Linked DNA regions of Mus musculus: regions 1 and 2 are each linked to region 3. Evidence: chromatin contacts called from public promoter capture Hi-C and targeted proximity ligation data. All regions are on one chromosome and are shown on one strand. The core of a region is the stretch at or near the end of the contact, and the rest is flanking DNA. Distances in the headings are between cores, read along the strand shown.

The links. Promoter capture Hi-C pulls out the DNA fragments that hold promoters and counts their contacts.
Region 1: a targeted proximity ligation map of bone marrow-derived macrophages shows a contact between it and region 3, with 2.9 times the contacts expected there. A contact is called at or near these places in 4 of 39 promoter capture datasets (the 3T3-L1 cell line, cranial neural crest, macrophages and 1 more), 4 of 484 Hi-C or Micro-C datasets (bone marrow-derived macrophages and uterus), 4 of 130 datasets of targeted methods (bone marrow-derived macrophages, embryonic fibroblasts, embryonic stem cells and 1 more) and 4 of 9 other capture datasets (adipose tissue, embryonic stem cells, liver and 1 more).
Region 2: a contact with region 3 is called in a promoter capture Hi-C map of second pharyngeal arch cranial neural crest, with 2.7 times the contacts expected there. A contact is called at or near these places in 16 of 39 promoter capture datasets (the 3T3-L1 cell line, 3T3-L1-derived adipocytes, the C10 cell line and 10 more), 7 of 484 Hi-C or Micro-C datasets (the G1E-ER4 cell line, bone marrow-derived macrophages, cortical neurons and 3 more), 9 of 130 datasets of targeted methods (CD8 T cells, the NIH/3T3 cell line, bone marrow-derived macrophages and 3 more) and 5 of 9 other capture datasets (adipose tissue, embryonic stem cells, liver and 2 more).

What each region holds. Positions count from the first base shown.
Region 1 is chr19:34,388,196-34,391,545 of GRCm38.p6, reverse strand. No RefSeq gene overlaps it. Among named protein-coding and RNA genes, the nearest start is that of Ch25h, 85 kb to the left of the region's middle.
Region 2 is chr19:34,369,119-34,372,385 of GRCm38.p6, reverse strand. No RefSeq gene overlaps it. Among named protein-coding and RNA genes, the nearest start is that of Fas, 80 kb to the right of the region's middle.
Region 3 is chr19:34,473,798-34,477,042 of GRCm38.p6, reverse strand. Ch25h (cholesterol 25-hydroxylase) reads left to right here and starts at 1,895. Exons shown (of 1, transcript NM_009890.2): 1 at 1,895-3,245. The coding sequence starts at 1,917. The coding sequence ends at 2,813.

The sequences.
Region 1 (3,350 bases), core at 181-2,680, 85 kb after region 3:
ACTGGGGGATGGCCACAAGGAAACAGTGTCTTCCAGACGAAGCAGGGCAGCCACATAGCTACACACGGCAGATGCTGATAACATGCACAAGACCTGTGCAAGATCAAGCCAGACTAAACTCCAGGATTTCGAAGAGAGGCAGCATGAAGTCCCACCCCTACTCCCCAGTGGAGACCATATTGGCAATTGTTAGCTACTGGGAGCGGAAGTATTCATTTTAAGTGTTGTCCCTGGTTAAGTTGACTGCACTCCAGAGGAAGGTCATACCACTTGTGGTATTTAAAAACCTCCATGATTTGGGGATTTCCTTGAGATTATGTTTGCCTGATTATGTCTGTATGTCTCTTTAACAAAATCTCCCAGGAGACTCTACCATCAAGGTCACTGAGAGTGGCATTCGATGTAAAAGTCATTTTTATCAGTACAATTCCTCAGGGACCCAGAGGATTCAGAGTAGTCACCAGGCCTGTTCCCTAAAAAAGAAACCTCAGAAATAAAGAGTGGAAAACACATTCCAGGGCTTTGATTCATGAAAGGGTCCCTGGCCCCTTAAGGAAATGCTGAATTTCCTTTCTATGAGCTCATAAATGCTTGTGAATCTAAAAAAAAAAAAAGTCACCATGTCTTTGGGGGAAATTGAGAGAAACGGTGACAGGATTTATTTCCTATTCATTTCAAACATGTGGAAGCCCTGTGTCAGCATAGGACAAAAAGCCATGAGGCTTTAGACATCTCCATGAGTGCCTGGTTAACAAACTCGATGGAGCTTAACTTGGAGTTGAGTTTTCAAAACCCACCAAAGGCCAAGAAGATCTCAGGTAATAACTGATTGATCTTTTAGAAGTGTGGTGGTAATGTGTAAAAGAAGGAGTTTTGAGCTGCCACATCTCAGACAATATGACTCCACTATTGATACTACTTCAGGAGTGCATATGCATCGTGACAGCCAAAGGGTTGGCCCAGAGCAGTTGTGTGGCCCATGATAGCCTGACAGGGCACTGCTGAGCTTTTGGATAGGTAACTTGCTATGGCAATGACCAAACTGAAGGGCCATTCAGCCTGCAATCACTTACTGTTCTGGGCAAGCAATAAAGCCTTTGTTCACCCACTGTACAAACAATGGCTCCCAAAGAAAAAGCACCAGGTCTCTACCAGAGTTTTATTTTTCCCCAGAGAAAAATCACTGGTGAGAATCACATGTGTGTGCAGAAGGGAAAAGTCACCTTACCCTTGAAGAGCCCAAAACTCAGGGTCCCCATCTCTTTAAGGGCGTAGAGGCAGAGTCTAAATGAGGGAAGGACTCTGGAAGAGAGAAAGTCCTGAGTCAAAAAAGAAGAACTTGTTTGCCAAGACCACAAAGACAGCAGTCTCTGCAGGAGCTCCCTCAGCTAAGCAACCCAGGAAGGAAGAGTGGAGAAGGGCACGTGAGCTGTGTGGCCTGAAGATGGAGAGTCCTGCCTGAGTCCTGGACTGCTGCTTCCTCATAAAAGACAACACTCAACTGTTCTCCATGTTAGTGGTGGAGGCAGCTTCTCTCACAAGGTCTGATGGTCAAAGTCCTTCAATTACCTGTGGTTAGGCCTGAAAGATCATATGCAGGGTTTTTGCCTGGAGCCAGACTTGCCAAATATTGCACAGTTTTGATTAGAACTCAAAGTCATTAGCCTCAATAGACAGTAGGGATGTGGCACAAACAGGACAAGAGTTGATGCTCCTGGTGTAGAATAAGAGGCATGTGACTTTGTGTGTGAGTAGGAACACTGTCCATGGACCTCCTGAGGAAAAAAGATAAGAAATTCACATTCACTTACACCTCCATGTACAAAGCATTTCTTACAGCACTAGAGCCATTCTTGGATGAGAGTATAGCCAATTGCTTTGAACCATGATCTTTGGCTTTGTCTGCCATTATACTATTTACTGAATATTAGATTAAACACCGATGTAGAACTGCTATCAATCATTCATTCCAAACCTTGGTTAGAATTGGAGGTTTGCAAAATAAGAAAAAAATCATAGTCTTTTTGTTTGTTTGTTTGTTTGTTTGTTTGTTTGTTATGATTCTTAGTCTTAAAGAGAGCTATTTTGGTTTGTAGCTAACTTGTGTTCCAAACTTGTCAAGGGCATACCTAAGTGGAGAGAGGGAAAGGAAGAGGGAGAAAGAGAGGGAGAGGATGAGGGAATGGGAGAGAAAGAAATGGAGAGGAGGAGGAGAGGAGGAGAGAGAGAGAGAGAGAGAGAGAGAGAGAGAGAGAGAGAGAGAGAGAGAAGAGAGAGGGAGAGAAGGGTAGGGGAAGGAGGAGGGGGAGAGGAAGGGGAGGGGGAGGGAGAGACAGACGGACTTTGAGGGCACAGTGAAGTTGACAGCACTGGGTAATTGGAATCTCTTAGCTCTGTTAGGATTTTATGGAGCAGTGGTTACATACACAGTTTAATTTTGTAAATGACCCTAGAAAGCAAGCGAGATGAAAGCAGGACATGGAAGGAAGAGTCAGTCAAGAGCTTGTTAACCAGCAAGTGACTGCTTATGGCTACATGGGATTCCCTGCTACCGGGGAACCTCTGAGAAATCATACAGAACAAAATCCCATTTGTCTTCAGAGGGAAAAGGAATCTCGGTTTTTGGTTTTTTGTTTGTTTGTTTGTTTTTTGAATAATTGTTGAGACTATACTACCTGATATTTGGCAACTACAAGGTTACTGACTGTGCCTGGATAGAGAACTGATGTGGGAACTATGTACAAGTGTCCCTCATAAGAAGCAATGAACAAATGCATCTGCTGGCTGAAGTTGGCCTTGGAGATGAAGAAACAAAGTCAGGTACCCTACAATTGAGAATTCTGAGCCCCACTTAGCAATTATGAAAACCCAGCAATGTTTCACCAGTTACTGGCACTATGCAGCTACTGTGACTTGGATGCTACGTCGCCTAACACACATCCATCCACATGGGTGGATGGGATGATTTTTATGCAATTGTCAAGTCTTCCACAAAGAAACATAACACTACATGTTTCGAACTTTAATTTAAATCAGCTAGATCCACTAGGAACGTGACAAGATCAAGGCTCCACTTTACATCTTCCCACCGCAATCCTCAAGAATGAAACTTATTCCTGTCTTTCCTTGAGAATCACTTCCATATGATTAGAAGTTGCAATTACGAACACACCGCCGCTATGGCAACCTGAGCAAGACCTGCCCCAAAATAAAAGACGTGAAAATAGGAAGGGAAACAATTGGAAAGAAGATAAGGAAGTGAGGGGGATAGAAAAGGGTAAGGGAAACATGAATATATTAGAATATACTGCATATATGTGTGAATCTGGAAAAAAGTAAAAACATAATTA
Region 2 (3,267 bases), core at 571-3,070, 100 kb after region 3:
GAATGTGTATTGATAATTTCTTATATGCTCTAGTGCAGGGGAATGCCAGGGCCAGGAAGGGGGAGTGGGTGGGTTGGGGAGCAGGACTGTGTTGGGGTAGTATAGGGGACTTTCGGAGAGGAAACTAGGAAAGGGGATAGCATTTGAAATGTGAATGAAAAAATATCTAATATTTAAAAAAAAGAATGTGTATTGATGCATAAGAGGAAGATGCCTTTTAAAGAGAGTCCTGAATCTTGCTAGTATCCTGGCTGAGGTTGTAGAAGTATGAAATAGTGATATAAATGTACTCCTGCAGAACCACAGACTTCCAATGTTCCTGACATTTTTGACCTCTTTGCTAGGATGTTTAGCCCAGGTTCTTCTCATCAAGTGTGCCAGACCACCTCCAAATTGTATCAGAATAAAGGAAATGCAAAAATATAATTCGGGACAGCATTTGAAATGTAATGAAGAAAATATCTAATAAAAATTGTTTAAAATAAAACAATAAAAAAATACAACGAGAGGACTTCTGAAAGTGTTTTAATAGTTATTTCTAGAAAAGTATAACCGTTAACTGGGTAGGAAAAGATTCAAATTACATGGGTGTCTTCAGCTTATTCCTTGCTCCAACCCCACTATGATACGCTTTGTGTACAGTGTGTGAATATTGTTGCTCGTGTGGACAAATGGGAATCCCATTAGGAGGACATCAAGATGTCTTCTTCAGTTGGTTCTCCACTTGGAGCCAGCAACAGCAACTCCCCCTGCACCCAGAGTTCTCTCTTTCAGCCCAATAGTCCAGCAGGTAAGCCTCGGTATGTCTCCAAACTGGGGAGCGCTGGACTGACAGAAGTATGCAGCCATGGCTGGCTTTCCCATGGGTGTTAGGACTCTGAAGAGAGGAGCTCACACCTGAAGAGCAAGCCCTTTACCCACTGAGCAGCATCCTCAGCTATTTTTTGACCAGTCAGAAACACGATCAATTACGTATAACTTTACTTAACAAGGGTCAATGGGAGCTTCCTCAGTTACCCTTTCCCAAGCAATATTTCCCGGGTATTAGCTGACTTCCTCCCAACTTCAAACTTCTGCAAAGTCATGATTCCAAGCAAGCTTTTGAGGAATAGGAACCTCTGAAGCCATACTATTCCTAAACTAAAGAATACTTACAAAAGCAAAGTAGCTACTCTCAAAACATGCTGCATTTCCCTAAACACTGCATTTCTTAAAGTGAGGTATACCTTGGAAAGAAAAGAGCCTGCACGCTGTTCACATGTCTCCACTCGACATTGTCCTTCAGAATTTGAGAATTATAAAGGGGGTTTGAGAGGAGGCCCCGTGGTTAAGAGTGAATACTTCTTTTGAAGAGGAATCTGTGAGGAGCCGCCCTTGCAATCGCCATTACAAGATGGCGCTGATATCCGGTGTTCTAACTGGTAAACAATTAGACACAGGAATTAGTTCAGTTGCCAGTGTCCATATCTGGTGGTTCACAATGGCCTGCATCTCCAACTCCAGGAGAACTGGTGCTCTCTTCCGGCCTCCATGTGCACGTCTGCTCACATGCACATACCAGTCAATGCCACCCCCCACATATACACTTTAAAAAATAGTAGAGATCAAAGTTCATAAAAAACAACAGTGAAAGAATTAATTTTATCCTTTCCTTCAAAAATTAGAGAAAGTTTTCTGTTGCTTTCTGTTACAAACTTGCTGGCACCATATGCATTATCTAAGCACCAGCTGTGATTTCCAGATGTCACCAGTGCACTGAGTCTAAATTACTTTTTCATGCCATTTCCTGCACTCTGGCTAAGTGATCTGACCACACGTTTAGTTTAGAACAGACTGGCTGTGGCTCTGTCCCTTCACAGCTGGGCGTTGCCATAACAATAAAGAGTCCCCAGAGCCCCATCCAGGTTTCAATCACATACAGGACTATTATTTTCTGTTTTTCTTTTTCAGGTATCATGTAAAATTAGTCCTTCTGTCACCGATAATTTTTGAAGTAATATTTTAAAATGTGAGGAAACAGATAAAAAGGTAAAATGTTATCTCATTAAGTAGTTTAATTTTTCAGGAAATTGCCTCATTTTCTCTTATCTTGATTTTTTTTAACTCTATCTTCAGGATTCCTGCTCCACTAGTCTGTTCTTTGAATTTTCTTGGTCATAGCAATTGTCCTTGTATTTAATAATAACATACACCATTTACATAATAAGTACATTATCTGAGAAAATTTAGCACGGATGTCAAGATCATGGTGTCTTGGGTCAGAGGATCATAGATTCTGAAATTGGAGAAGGGTATGCAAAATTTACTGAAGCTGGCCTTGGTGGCTTAGAGCTTTATCCTTAATTTCAGAAGTTAAAGGCCATCCTGCTTTCCATAGCACGTTTTGGAACAAACAGGAGCTCACAGTGAGACTCAGTCTCAAAAAAAGTTATTAGTCCTTCAGATTAGTTAAACTCTCTTCATCTCAGGATCTCCATTCATTTTTATGGAACTAGTAATTCTACATCCACACAGGGCTGTGGGAAATGTATTACTCAGACCTTTTATTTTCCCTGTGACAAAACCACTGACATGAACAATTTAAGGGGAAGATTTATTTCAGTCCACTATTTAGTTCAGAGCTTTCAGCCTGTCACCAACTGGTTTTACTGCTTTGAGGCCTGTAGCCAGGCAGAAATATGCTGATAGGGTGTGGCAGAGAAACTCGTTCAGCAGTCAGAGGGCAAAGAAGAGTCACAGGAAGGAGCCAGGCATAAGACATCCTCTCAGCCCACACCACCCACTTCTTCACAATGAGGTTGCATCTTCCACAGCCCTCACACCTTCCAAAAGTCTGTTCAAGCCTCGGCAACGGCTTGGAGGGGAAAGGCACTGCTAACCCTGAAAGCTTGAAGTCAGTCGCTGACTCCTACATGGTAGAAGAAAAGAACTGATTCCTTCCAGTTGAGCCCTGACCTCCACATGCATGTCCTAGGACACATGCAGGTACACATACAATAAGTGTAATAACATATTTTTAAGCCATCAATTCAAGTTTGAATCTCTCAATCTATTCATCCGTTGATGAAGGCAGTGCCTGCATGGTCTAATTAACCACTTTCCCTGAAGCTCCACTTCTTAATACTGTTTGCATCCAAAGTCATGTACTCAGGGAACCCGACGGAAGAGGAGGCAGAAAGAGTGTAAGAGCCAGAGGGGATGGAGGGCTCCAGGAGAGCAAGGCCCTCTGAATCAACTAAGCAAGGTCCATATGAACTCACAGAGGCT
Region 3 (3,245 bases), core at 646-3,145:
ATCCCTTTTCATGCCCATTCTAGCTCTTTGGTGTAGTCTTGTACATCAATAGGATGTGGAGTCCTTTAGTTTATGGCCAGGAGTGCATAGCTGGGCTATATGCTAGTTTTATTTTGAGACAACCCCACGCTGGTTTCCATAATGGCTGTAATGAGTCTTATAAAATTGTTTTTATTTTTATTTTTTTCTGAGGCTGCTATACAGTTCACAGCTACAGTTTAGAGGCCCTAGAGAATGAATGAAGAGCGTGCACCTCCTCTAACAGTGATAACTCTGGAACATCTACCAAATGGGAAGAGCCTGAATCATGAACTTACCTATTGTGTATGTATGTTTTCTCTCTATAAAATGAACCTGTTTATTATAACACACACACACACACACACACACACACACACACACACACACACCCTGGGTATATGTTGGACCCATTTATTGTACCATATTTTTACCATATGTGTTTGTTTTTTATATCCTTTTATCTTTTCTTCATGTTAAAAAAAACCTTAACTATTTGCATTTAATTCCAAATATCTTAGTGGTTACCTGTGAAATACAAAGTTAAAGTGATTGTGTGCCTTATTTCCTTTGGTATGTGCTGAGGCCTTAGATAGAGAGCTGTGAAGCCACAGTTATGGGGTACTTCCTGACAAATGTGGGAGCCAGTTCTTGATGAGTGTGAATCACAAGTAACAGTCTTGTGCAGGCAAAAGTTACAGTCCATCCCCTCCCCCTCCCCCCCCCCAGGGGGGACTGGCAGCAGGCTCCTAGAGCTACAATCCCTGTTTTCTTTGGAAAATAACACAAGAAACACAAGCTTGTATAAGACTATGTTAGCTTCCAGCAGAGAAAAGCAGCTGTAAAGACACAAATTCAAGAAGGAAACCCTGGGAGAATGGCCCCTGGCTTTCCTCTGGGATCTTCTGTGCCGTGTATCCGCTACCCGGGGCTGATTTCTGTGCTCCACTCTCTAGGGCACTCTCCTTGGATATAGTACTGACCTCCTGTGCTCAGTCCCTGGACGATCAGTCCCAGTGTCTGAAAGGGTATCCAGGAGTTGAGGAGTAGGGAACAACTGAGGGTTGGTAAAAGTCGGAGCCTGAGGGACCTCTAAGGAAATGGCAGGGGAGATGAGACATGTTCCGGGAGGCTATGAGATTGCTCAGATCTTCTTCTCCACTGGCCTTTGCGGTTTGGCCCAATCGAGTGAGCCTTTACGGGTGTTAAGCCTCCGTTCTCCAACCCAGAGCAAAGGCTGGCAGTGCTGCCCTCTTGACCGCTGTCTTGCAGGATCTGATCTCTGCTCTTGACACCGCGGGCTTTAAGGGCACCAGAGCGGGAGAGTCGTCCGCGCCAAAAGGCTGCGAGCCTGACTGCTCTTTTTTGGAGGATGCCAGGTTCCCTCTCCTACAGGACTCAATCCCTGTCTGCAACGGACCCAGTACCAGCACTGTGGCGTGAGGTACGCACACTCAGAGTCCCCCAAGGTGTAGAATAAGTCTTTAAACAGTCAAAAACAGATATTTTAAAACCCAGGGAATTCTGCTTTGGTTGAGAAACAGCGCCTTCTGAGAGCGAAGAACTCATTAGTTTTTAGCGGTGATGGCGGGTGAACTGTCCCAAGGCAGAATCGCTCTCTCCTGTGTCATTAGTACATCAGCTGAAAGGCAAGCAAACAGTTCTTTACGTCTGGGAAAGGGCTTTAAGGGCCGCTGCTTGCGTGAAGGGGAGATTTGATGCAGCTATAAACCAGGACATAGACAGGAACAAAATTCGGGTTATTTAAGCAAAATTCTTTAGCAGGGAAAGGGAGGTGGGAAGGAGACGGAAGGGTGACGTCACTGGGGGGAGTGGCCACAGTCTTAAGAAAAGTCGGCGGGGCTGGGGAGACCACAATTGTGGGACATAGTCTCAGCATGGGCTGCTACAACGGTTCGGAGCTCCAAGACCTGGGCTGTTCCAGCCAGCTGCTCCTGCAGCCCCTCTGGGACACCATAAGGACAAGGGAGGCGTTCACGCGCTCACCCATCTTCCCAGTCACCTTTTCTATCATCACTTACGTGGGCTTCTGCCTACCGTTCGTGGTGCTGGACGTCCTGTATCCCTGGGTCCCCATCCTGCGACGCTACAAGATCCACCCGGACTTCTCGCCTTCCGTAAAGCAGCTTCTGCCTTGCCTGGGGCTGACACTCTACCAGCACCTGGTGTTCGTGTTCCCGGTGACGCTGCTGCACTGGGTGCGCAGCCCGGCGCTCCTCCCCCAGGAGGCCCCTGAGCTCGTCCAGCTCCTAAGTCACGTCCTGATCTGCCTGCTGCTCTTCGACACCGAGATCTTCGCGTGGCACCTGCTGCACCATAAGGTGCCCTGGCTGTACCGCACCTTCCACAAGGTGCATCACCAGAACTCGTCCTCCTTCGCGCTGGCGACCCAATACATGAGCTTCTGGGAGCTGCTTTCGCTGACCTTCTTCGACGTGCTGAACGTCGCGGTGCTTCGGTGTCACCCACTCACCATCTTTACCTTTCACGTGATTAACATCTGGCTGTCGGTGGAGGACCACTCGGGCTATGACTTCCCGTGGTCCACTCACAGACTTGTGCCCTTTGGCTGGTACGGGGGCGTGGCTCACCACGACATGCATCACTCTCAGTTTAACTGCAATTTTGCTCCTTACTTCACACACTGGGACAAAATGCTGGGCACTCTGCGGTCCGCGCCCCTGCCAGAGAGCCTTTGCGCCTGCGGTGAGCGCTGCGTGAACTCCAGAGAGCGATGCGCTGTACACTTGATCCAGAAGAAGAAACAGACTTGAGTTACTTTATTAGAAGTTTGTAACTTTTAAAGTGATGCACACTGCTATAAAATCTAATGTTGTTTCTGCAGCCTGACAAAGTAATTTATATAATGTTTCTATGTGAATTTAATTGTGGTCTTGGTGTTAAATTTCAACTTATCCCAGTGTCATTGACTCCAGGACACAAGGTAGACATTCAGCGTGGTGTATTTGAATCATTATGATCTCTGAAATGATTTGTTTCTAGAACCAAGACTTTCCTATGTATGAAATCGCACTGGAACTGGGCTCTAACCTCACATGTTGAGAGAAGACCTGATTTCTGACTCTTTAAATAATCAAATTTGTTCCTGCTGGGCAGTGACCAAGGTTATAGTATATTTTTTCTACTTTTGAATGAAATGATATATTTATATTGAAAAAAGTTTTATTTGTATTTTAAAAATAAAA